2 separate regions of the Mus musculus genome follow, and region 1 is linked to region 2. Evidence: chromatin contacts called from public Hi-C data. All regions are on one chromosome and are shown on one strand. The core of a region is the stretch at or near the end of the contact, and the rest is flanking DNA. Distances in the headings are between cores, read along the strand shown. Region 1 overlaps Gm42209 (a long non-coding RNA gene). Region 2 overlaps Qrfpr (pyroglutamylated RFamide peptide receptor).

Region 1 (5,685 bases), core at 1,736-4,235, 140 kb before region 2:
GGAGTGTACTGGCCATTCCCCACTGCCTGTGTTTACACCTGCATCAAAGCCGGTTTGTGATAAAGCCCGACTTTGTTTCATACTGGAGTTCTTTTCAGAGTTGCAGTAAGAGTCTCAGTCCCACCTGTGCGGAAGTCCACGCAAGGACCCACCGAGCTGCAGCAGGCAGTGGAGGACGCTCTGTCATTGGCTCTTGTTCCCACTGACAATGTCTCCTGCTTCTTTCTCTCTAACCTTTGGTTTATTCTGAAGGTAAAGAATAGGTAGAGAATTTGTTCAATATACAAAGTCGTTACCCAAAAAAGAAAATCAGCCACAAGCATACAGACACTTGAGTCCTTTTCTTTATTTAGTTCTCTAGGTCTTGAGACTTTTCTAGAATTCTCTTTAATCTCTTTAGAGTGACAGCAGAGACAGCTCATGCTTTTTCCCCCAAGAAAAGAAAGGAAGAGAAAATATATCCCCCAAAATTTCTCTTAGATCTCTTAACAAACTGCATGAAGTTTTCCTTAAGCTGGAAGATTTGCTCCAAGGCGGTAGCCGTGTAGCTTATGATGTCCCTTATTAGTGTTTTGTATATAAAACCTTGAAGGACATAGATGCTCTGAAATCTAGCTTCTAGGTTCAGAATGCTCTCTGAGAGATATACAACAAAATGTTTTGAGGATCCCCAACACTCTTTAAAATCTTGACTGATACATACCTGTTGCTCTAGATGGTGTCTAAGTGTTTACAATATAGTTTCTTGTTAAGAATCATGGGAAATGAATGTCTAAAACACAGAAGTAATGTCACTGAAAATGAACTCACATGGAAACAGGAGAGGGACAAATCTGAACTCCCTGCTTATCTAGAATGTGACCACAGTAGATCGAAGCCTAAAACACCTCGGATATTAGCTAGTATCAGAAAAAGAACCCACCACTCTGTGGTTTGACGGCTCCAGCACAGGCATCTCCCTGTTTATTCTGAATGCAGAGCGTGATCACAAGTTTATCTGCAGAACACTTTGGTGCAGGAGCCCACCTGTGTTGGCAATTGTGTTAGCCGGTGTGTATGGGGTGTTGGGGTGTTGCATTTCATTCCAGAAGTTCACCAGTTGCCTGGTTAAGAGAGGTGTGGCTCTCCTCACAGCTAAATAAGTGAGAGTTGATGGATCCTGGAGGTCAGCATGTTGCCCACCCTCTGTCACTGTCCCCTACCCGTGTACCTAGTGCCTAGCTGGAGATGAGTTCTTTTCCTTTTGTGCCAAAGATGATGTATGGTCACCTACAGGCTGGCTTAAAATAGAGACAATGACACTCACAGATTACAAATTGTTCCTGGGGGTGGGGGTGGGGGTGGGGGTGTCAATTACAATTTCAAGCTTAGCTATTGCCTTCAGTAACCCCTTTCAAAAAATTTTTTAAAATACAGTAAATATGTTCTTGAAAATATTAGCTAAAGAATAAACTTATAAAGCAAAGCTGAAAACCACTTTCTAAACGTTTGATAGAATGACTAATTCTATTCTTCACAAAGTTTCTATAGCTAGCCTTTTCCAGAGATTCAAAGAAAATGTGATATCTGAAGTAATTTTAAAAAAGATACAGATAATATTCTCTGGGAACTGTGTTAAATGACTTGAAAATTATTTTGTTGATGATGAAGGTTACATGCATCCGGAGAGAAAGAAAAGAAGCTCGATAGTTTACAACTGTCTTGTAAGTTTTCATTTTCTCAGGCTTTTACATAACAATAAATTTTAAGTATGTATGAATTGATTGAACCCTAGAATTATTTACTGTGTCCCTGAAAGATTGTGTAAGCACTTCAGCCAAAGTGTCTTGTTAAATGCATAACATTCTACAGCAGGAATTGTCTTCCACTTGAATGTATTTGTTTTCTTTATTCTTTTTGCGCCTTTTAGAGTTCAGTCAGATGACTAATCTACAGTGACCTGGTTGGAATTGTGACCCCCACAAGCAGGTAAAGAAGAAAGTACATTAAGTTTAAATATTAAAAATATTCAACTGACGAAAACATGATCCTGTTTGTGCTGACAATTGTGATCGGTCATCGGTACTAAGGCTGACCCTTTTGGCTAATACCCATTTACTTACTCGTCTAATGTTACTGGACTGTTCTTAGATTCTAATAACAAATTAAAAAAATAACAGTATAATAAGTGTTTGAGAACAAAAGAAGATGACAGACAATAATAACCACACCTTTCCAAACTAGTGTTAGCAATAGGTAAGGATTCAATAGCAGAAAAAACCGCCACCACCAGTATAGGAATCAGACCTGAGAAGTCTGTTTCTGTCACTCATCAATGAGTGACAAGGCCTTGGACCATCTCACCTTTCTGCGCCCTACTAACCTTGTTTTGTTTTGTTTTGTTTTGTTTTGTTTTGTTTTGTTTTGTTTTTAATGTGGAATTAGGAGAGTTAGACTTAATATTTCTAAAACCAACAGTCACGTTGGAGAGACTATAAGTAGCCCGTGGAGTTACAAGTAAAGCTGAATCCTTGACTACATGGCAGAAAAGAATTTGGGGGAGGTGGGGGGGGAGTTATTTCAGGACCAACTGAAGTAAATCAACATTAGTTTATTAAATAGGGATATGAAACACTACAATCTTTTGATTTAAGCCTGAGGTTTTAGAGATGCTTAAGAATAGGATATTAGATACCCTAAAGGCATAAGTGTGGGCTTCGCAAGAGATAGTGTAAGACCCCCCAACTCAATGTGTTCCTTAGACCCCTAGAAACAAAGCCCAGCATGGAGTTCTTTGTTCTTTCACCTTCAGCCTGAAAAACCGATGACCACTGGGTGATCCACCTAATTCCTGGAACTGGCTCACCACAATCTTGACCCACCCAGGCGCCTGACTCATTTTGTAAGGGACCAAGAATGCTTGCCAAAGATAGCCTGTAACCTTTCCGTAAGAGATGAGCTGTAATTCATCATCCTCATGCTTATGATGTTTACTCAGCTTCCCCTTTCTTTGTGGTTTTTTCCTTTAAAAACCCTCAACTGCAACTGCTGAGGGTTGATCTCCTCTGCCCCTGTGTGGGTTATGAGCTCAGCCTCAGCATGCTGATTCCCAAATAAACCTCATGCGATATTGCATCAAGAATGGTGTCTCTTGAGTTATTGGGGCGTCGGCTCATCCCCAGACTTGAGTGAGGGTCTTCCCGAAATGGGGGTCTTTCAATAGAAAAGTTTAGATTTTGTGCACACACACAAACACACACACAATTTTGAGGTTTTCTAAATCTCATTGTTTAAAGAATAAAATTTGCAACAAAATTTAAAGATTAAATGATTTTCTTTGATAAATAAAATGATTGCAGCTGTCATGATGCAGTGCACAGTTTGGGTTTAGACTGAGAGAGGAACCCATACACAAACATGGCCTAGACATTCTGGCCTTAAATTAGCAGCTTGTGATTCTTAGTACCTTTAGATGTTTTTATGAAGATAAATGTTATTTATATAGCCTAGAAGTGTCCAATCTCAGGTACCAGGCACTTCATGAAACTGAGAATGTGCATGACTGCAGCTCAATACAAAATTGTAAACTTACTTAAAATATTATATAATTTCTGGCAACTCAGTTGTGAGGTTCTCAAGTGTGAACTTTGTAGATAACAAAATCATTCCCCAATGTCAAACGGTTGGAGGCATCAGCTGTGAGCAATTTATATTTTATCAGATGTATTGACGTTTCTGACTCCCAGCCAGATTCTGGAATGACTAAAGTTTCCTTTACATGTTACCTTAATTTCCTCTCTCTATATTTTTTAATCTTACCTAAAAAACATTTCTAGGTCTCCAACAGGACTCTCATGTATGATTGAAACTGAAGAAAACACAGGACTTAATATAACAAGCTCGAGATTGTGTCCTGCTCTGTCCACAATGAATTTGACCGCCGAGCACTAGCCGTGGCCTTAAAACTGTAGGCGAGAGTCCCTGTTCCTCCCCACTCCTCCCCAGCCCCTTGCACCTTCTCTTTGGTACCCGTGAGTCAAGCAGCTTTGTCTCCTACAACTCTCTCCCTTTAAATTAGCTCAATGCTACTTGTTTTTATTTTGTGTTTTTGGTTTTGTATAGGAAAAGAAAATAATTTTATTTCATATGGTGAACTGTGGGGATTTTTAGTGTAAAAACATTTGATGATGCCATTGAAGTGGTGCATGTTTAATAAATTTAAAAAAATCCCTCTCTGTATCTCATTGTTCCGCGGTTCTCTCAAGCATAGGCTCTTCCCATCACCATAACAACACATGGTCTGTGATGGATATCAAAATGTCATCAGAAACAACAGAAGGAACTAGCTCGCCATCCTCACATAGATTACATATGCTTTTCAGTCAGGAGTGTTTTTGATTTAGATCACTCAGTGTATGTTGTACAGAGAACTTTCTCTAAAGGCCCAGGTTCCTTATGCTCTGAAGGGAATAAGGCAGATCGGATGGAGACAGAGTGAGAGAGCAAAGGGGACTTATGAGGTCAGGGACTTATGAGGTCAGGATGTAGAAAACTTTCCGAGGACTTTTCTGAGCCTGGAAGGGGTGAAGGATAGTGAGATATTATTAAATTCTGAACAACAACAACAAAAAAGAGTAATTACAAATGTTCTTAGGAATAACTGAGATCTCATGACTGAAGAGTGGGAAAGTGGCTGGCTACAATCAAAGGCCAGGGGAGTTCAATAAGAACCTTTGGCTGGGACATAGTAGACATGGTTACCTCGCTTAGCACAGAGATGGGAGAAGCTAGGCCATGAAGCGGGCAGAGTAAGGGGTGCTAGTCACAGAAACAATAAAGTTTGCTTTTATAAAGAGGGAGCACAAAACTGGAAGTTCATTAGAAATGTGCATTTTGCAGATATACTTGAAATAGTTTTAGTCTGCAATCAATGTGGTGTTGCAGCATGCCTGCCAGCTGCCTCATTGAAATGGAAATGCCATTCCTACAGCTAGTGAACACAATCAAAACCGATTAGGTGGCAGGATCTAGCTGCCATCAGAGACTGTGGAGGGCTGGCTCCAGAGGCCAATTGCTTCCTTTAAAGGCACTGCACAATGAGATGAGCTGAACAACCAAGCCCCAGGACAAACAAGCTCACTGTGGGAAGGGAAGTCTCATCCCAAGCAGCGTGTTCCCAGTCTGCTGTGCAGGAAGGGGCCTCACTCAGTTCCTTTACTGTTAGAGTCACTCTGTGTACTTAGAGATTAGCACACATTTGGCAATAGATGAATAGGTAGTATACAGCACTCCCTATAAACGTCAGCCCAAGACTCCTCTCCTCTGTCTTCCACTCCTGCAAATGATAAGGTCAATAAACAGGGTTCACTTTCCGATACCTTTATTTACATGGAAAGGGGAAGAAGCAGAACTTGTCTAAGGCTTCAACCTTCTTTAACTAGAGACTTAGATTTACTGAGTCGTCTTCTCTCTCTCTCTCTCTCTCTCTCTCTCTCTCTCTCTCTCTCTTATTTCTTTATCTTACCTTTATTCCTCTCTCTCTCTCCCATCCTCCCTTCTTTTCTCCCCCTCTTCCCCCTCTACTTCTACCTGCTCAGTATAAACTATTGAATCTCGGTCCTACCTTTTTCCTTTTTTTAAAAAAAATTATTTTATTTTTAAGTATTCTTTCTTAAAATTTTAAAAATTTTATTTATTTTTATTTTA
Region 2 (5,070 bases), core at 447-2,946:
TCCCATGGGATGGGTTTCAAAAATCTATTAATGGTAGCCATGACAGCTAGTAATAGTCTTGTGGGAGAGGAAGGAGAAGTACAGGCTTTTAAAGAAAAATATTCAAGAGATATACAGCACAGGGGCTGGAGATGTGGCTCAGTGGTTAAGAGCACTGGCTGCTCTTCCAGAGGTTCTGAGTTCAATTCCCAGCAACCACATAGTGGCTCACAACTATCTGTAATAGGATCCAATGCCCTCTTCTGGTGTATCTGAAGACAGCTACAGTGTTCTCAATTACACAAAATAAATAAACGAGTCTTCAAAAAGTGAGAGCTACAGAAACAGTTATTTGGAAGAAAACTCAGAAATTGTGCCACAGGACTAATCTGAATGTTTTTTTTTTTTTAATTAGCTTTGTGCACATTTTGAGAGAGAGAAGAAAACCTAGTGCCTATTCTGTTACTGCAAGTCAAGGGAAATCCCTAAATTTTCATAGAAAGTGAAGAGGGAATTAGCAGCCACAGGAGTTTCTGTAGAAGATCTTCTCTCTGTAGGGCAATGAGAATAAGGACAGAAAAGGATATCTGTATTAAAAATTGATCTTCACCTCAGAGGATTAAGAAGGATACTTCTTGGCTTATCTGGAAATTTCTGAAAGTGTCCTAGGCAGATGAGACTCACTCGTACAGGAAACAGTTATTGTGAACAAGGCTGTGGGATCCTCTGCTCAAGCCTTCCCCAGGCCCTGTGATGGAGGTGGGTCAGGGTCATTCCCACTTGAAAAGCTTACAGAGAGTAGATTCACTCTGGGGAAATTCAGGATGAGGTTCACACGGTTCCCCGGTACCCTTGCATGTTTCCCATGAGGCCACGCAGGCAGGACTTTACCACCATCTGAGCTGATTCTTGGAGGGATGCTTGCACATATCTCATAGAGCAACACACACTGCACGATACTTATTTCTCATCCATCTCCCGTGTTTCGTTCCAGCTGAGCTCAGGGTTTCCCGCCTAGCCACGGGCTGCACCGTCTGAGAGCTCCTTTGCAGTTTGTCCCCACCCTAGCAGAGTGAGCCATTGCATCTGCTGTTAGTCATAATTGACATTCAGGTTGAATGTCTTTCTTTCCGTGGGACTGGAGGCATGAGGAGCTCATCTGTTCTGCGTTGTCTACATAATAAACTCCCTGAGTGTGTGTGGATTCTCAGGGGTTCATGCATATGTGCTCACTGATTCCTTGCTGGTTACAGGTATGAAAGTTTAGCCAGCAAGCTCAGAGCTTCGACAATGACAGCTGTGATCCTGTTAGCCACCAAGCTCCTCCAGAATGTTTGGCCCCAGGCCAGGAGTTCCGAAGAAGGCATACATCATAGAGTTGGCTATATGTGACTGTAGGCCTGAGTCCATCCAATAGTCAGCAAGCCCAGTGACACATATCTTTTGCCTTTGAATTCTTTGACATCCTCCCCTGTAACTTGGTCAGTCAGTCCCTGCATGAGGCTTTGAGGTTGAGCCTAACCAGCATTATGAAGCTGTTCTATGTCCACCTTTCCTGGGCTGGCTGATCTGAAAAGACACAGGAACTGTGGAAAAAACCACAAATCCCACATCAGCTTCAATAGTGTCTGCACCACCACTATATCCTCCATGGGGTGTGTCAGCTGTTTCTGTAGATCATGAAAGCAGAACCATTGTCTGCCTTCAAGCTTACACTTTATGGCAGACCAACTCCTATATTGCCAGTTCCCCAATTGTTTTCTTCTGCTGCTGAGGAATCCCAGATAGGTCTGAGAGCAAAACTGGAGAACTTTCTCCTAGCCTGTGGCATCGAGGAAGGTTCAGCAGATGTTGTATTTGTTTCCCTTTATATCTGAGAGTGATGGGCTCCTAATGATTAATCCTGCAACAGCTAGGGAAATGCTTACTGTTTTTATTTGATTTTGTGAAACAAAAACGAAAAGCATTCGTTAGGCAGTGAGCCAGTACGGATCACAGAAATCTTAAAAGACAGCTTGTTCTCACCTCCTGGGAGAGACGAGCCTATGCGGTGCGTTACTGTGTACATTGAGGCTTTAATATTAGCTGGGTTGTGTATCATATTGCATGCTATCATCAGAAGACCAGAACAGCTTAAAAATAATATCTGATGCTGCCATCTGGTGGCAGATGGCACCACAGAAACTATTACAAGATCAGAGGCTTAAAAAAAAAAATGAGTGTTTTATGTTTATACCCATAGACCGATGCTATTCCCTGCCCTGCCCAAAAAAGCTTCCCTTTGTGATAAATGGTCTGTAGTGAATGCAGAGGCTCATGGCTGCTTAGGGTGCTGAGAGGAAGTGACAATTAGTGTCAACTCTCAATAGCAACTATACCTCCCCTTCTAAGGTTCAGGGAACATCGCCAAGGAGACAAAAAGGATGTAAGAGCTGGAAGATAGATAGGGAAGGGGACTGTGAGATGCTCCATTTTAGGCAAGGCATGGCTATAAGCAATAATGTCACGGCATCTGCCGTTGCTTCCATTGGCTGGGCCTGGCATCAGTCAAGGCTGGAAAAAGACTCATGGGACCTCATCCCATCCTGATGAAATGCTGACTACTGGTGGATTCTAGGGGAAAAGCAGCCGTTGTCTTCACTTGTGTGTTCACAGGTGAGCCTGCTAGGCTCCAAGGAATAGTTCAAAACCCAGGTTCTGGGTTTGAGCACCACAGCTCTGGCCAAACCCAGTGGGTCATAAAACAAAATGCAAAGACATGAATATGAGAAAGGGACTTATGAGGGGTAAAGAGGCAGGTGGAGGGAGGGTGTGGACAGAGTTAGAAGGGAGATAGGAGGGGGATGGGTGAAAATAGCCATGATTATTTTATATATATATATATATATATATATATATATGAAACTGTCAAGTGAGAAAATTAATCAAAGTTAGATATAAAAGAACCAATGCACATCGGTCCTTATGGATTCCGATTTGGCTTCAGAATGAAGTAAGCACTATGTACATATTTTTGCCCATAAAGTATTACTCGGAAATCTCTTCTAATACTGCACAAAAAGACAGCAACATTATTTTAAAGACATTTTTTCCCCAGTGGAATTACAATGCATATAAAAACTCTCTGAGTGGTATAAGGAAGCAGAGGCTAGCAGTTGATGTCAAAGCAATCACTAAAACACTCGCTGTGATGTCTTCGTTTGTAAGCCTGACAGAACACATCAACCTGCCACAGGGTTACTGTGAGAATGACCGATTCTATGAGCAAAGGGGCTGGAAACTTAGGGCCCTCTGCAGGTGCAGTTGTTGTTCATAGATTGAGTGGTAGTGTTCTGAATGTGTTTGCTTGTGTGTAGAATAAGCTTGTGTCAAGTAACTCTGATTAAATGCTATTAAAAAAAAGTGCACTTAGTATCTCAAATATATACAACAAGAATTTATTCAAAATGGTGCCAGTCATATAAACTTGTAGCCTATTTGTATTAGATATTGAACAAGCGACATGAAAAATCATTTCTGTTCTTAAACTATAAGGGTTCAAACTGATCACTTGTGCTTAGCAGGCAGAAAGAAGATAGTACTGGTTTTATTTATTGCCAAAGCGGTGACGTAGCCCTAGAAGAGGCCGGAGAGGACACTGCTATAGCTGCTCCAGAGTTGCGGTTAATTGCAAGGCTCCAGAGTGTTTCCAGGCCACCCAGCTTTGTAGCACAGTTCTGTCACATTTCCTTCTCACACAGAGATGCTGCCAGGCCTCATTCTCACCTGGGATTTAAGACAACCCCATGAGTCCAACTTGCTGTCCCTTGCTCTGAACCTCCCTTTAAATAGCCATGTTGTCTAATTCATACTGCTGGGGGCACTTCACGTTGCCCCACTCCCCACCTCGCCCCGCCAGGCGCTGTGAAACACTTCCGCATGGTGCCGACCCTGTTCTGCTTGCATCCAGCAGAGCTGAGTACCAGGCCTCGCTGTGCCCTGCAGGGAGGTTGAAAGAGCCCCCACTGAAATGAATACCCAGTCTTAACACTAGACTGACCTAGTACCAAGAATTCTCATTTTACAGGTGAGAAGCAGAGGCCCGCATCAGTTGTCTATTCTACATAATAAAGCAGTCACAAGAGGAGTAACCAAGGAAATCATTGTTCACAATCCCACAATCCAGAGGCATCGCTCTGGGATTGATACACTCGAGGGGTTCTTAGGCTAGATTCACCGGAGTCACCGGTGAGTCTAGGTTAAGCTGGTGAACTGCCAGGGGACTCACTGTATGAGGTCTCAGGAAGAGGCAGGCCATCTCCGTCCTAACATTTTCCTGTATCGGGGTAGCCCAGGCTTCTTCACACAGAGTTGTTGTGTGACAAGCAAAAACTGAAGCTTGGAAGCCTCTGCGGACTTAGGACAGGATGTTGCTCGGGCACTCGGCATTCACGTGATAAAGGAACGCTGCTCCAGCTTTAGAGAGTAGGGAAGCATTTCTCCACGTGAGGAGGGAGTCCAAAGGGCTTGAGGTCTGTGATGGAGGAGATTTGTAGCCTTTGTCCTCCTGTCTCACAATTTCTTACAGCAAGCGAATTGTCTAAGCTTCCTTAGGAAGAGTCGGTCGACAGGCTTGAGCCTGAGGAATCGGCCTCTGTCTGGATTGTTGTTGTTTTTGTTGTTGTTGTTGTTGTTGTTGTTTCAGCAGTGGCTACAGTGGAAAAGGAAAGTTTCTTTCTTCAGTGACTCCTGCTTCCGTCCCACTTCGTCACCATGGTACCCTGTGACCACAGTAGTTTGCCCATATGCTCAGATGGCTAATTTGTAACTTAATGGAAATCTGATAGGACCATTGCCTTAGAAACCCTCATGAAAATCCATTCCTGTTAACTTACTCTCCTCGGCCCTGCTCAGGGAGCTGCCATTTACCAAACTCTACAGTGATTCAGACGCGTGGGTAACTACAGCCCATTCAGCGACACTGAATTAGTTAAAAACCTTCCCTTATTGCGGTGTCTAGGAACAATCACGGATTTGCTCTTTATGAGGCGGAATTTCGTTTTGTCAAAAGCTAATCTAAGTGTCACAATGAGTCTGAGCCACGGATTGGTT

Evidence for each region. A called contact is a pair of places that touch in the nucleus more often than the background predicts.
Region 1: a contact with region 2 is called in a Hi-C map of pancreatic cancer cells, with 2.7 times the contacts expected there. The contact joins two enhancer-like sites. A contact is called at or near these places in 4 of 39 promoter capture datasets (the 3T3-L1 cell line, hippocampal neurons and liver), 1 of 15 datasets of contacts at CTCF or cohesin (pro-B cells), 3 of 484 Hi-C or Micro-C datasets (adipose-derived mesenchymal stem cells, frontal cortex and pancreatic cancer cells), 2 of 115 datasets of contacts at active chromatin or transcription factors (SST interneurons and pancreatic cancer cells) and 1 of 9 other capture datasets (adipose tissue).

What each region holds. Positions count from the first base shown.
Region 1 is chr3:36,351,616-36,357,300 of GRCm38.p6, reverse strand. Gm42209 (a long non-coding RNA gene) reads left to right here. Exons shown (of 3, transcript XR_880773.1): 2 at 1,910-1,968; 3 at 2,792-3,083. Among named protein-coding and RNA genes, the nearest start is that of Gm42209, 52 kb to the left of the region's middle. Within about 2 kb of position 2,985, at least 12 of the 459 cell types and tissues checked have an H3K27ac peak or open chromatin away from gene starts, as enhancers often do. A contact at or near this core is called in pancreatic cancer cells, where this site is marked.
Region 2 is chr3:36,207,422-36,212,491 of GRCm38.p6, reverse strand. The region is part of intron 1 of Qrfpr (pyroglutamylated RFamide peptide receptor); the gene reads left to right. Among named protein-coding and RNA genes, the nearest start is that of Qrfpr, 12 kb to the left of the region's middle. Within about 2 kb of position 1,696, at least 20 of the 459 cell types and tissues checked have an H3K27ac peak or open chromatin away from gene starts, as enhancers often do. A contact at or near this core is called in pancreatic cancer cells, where this site is marked.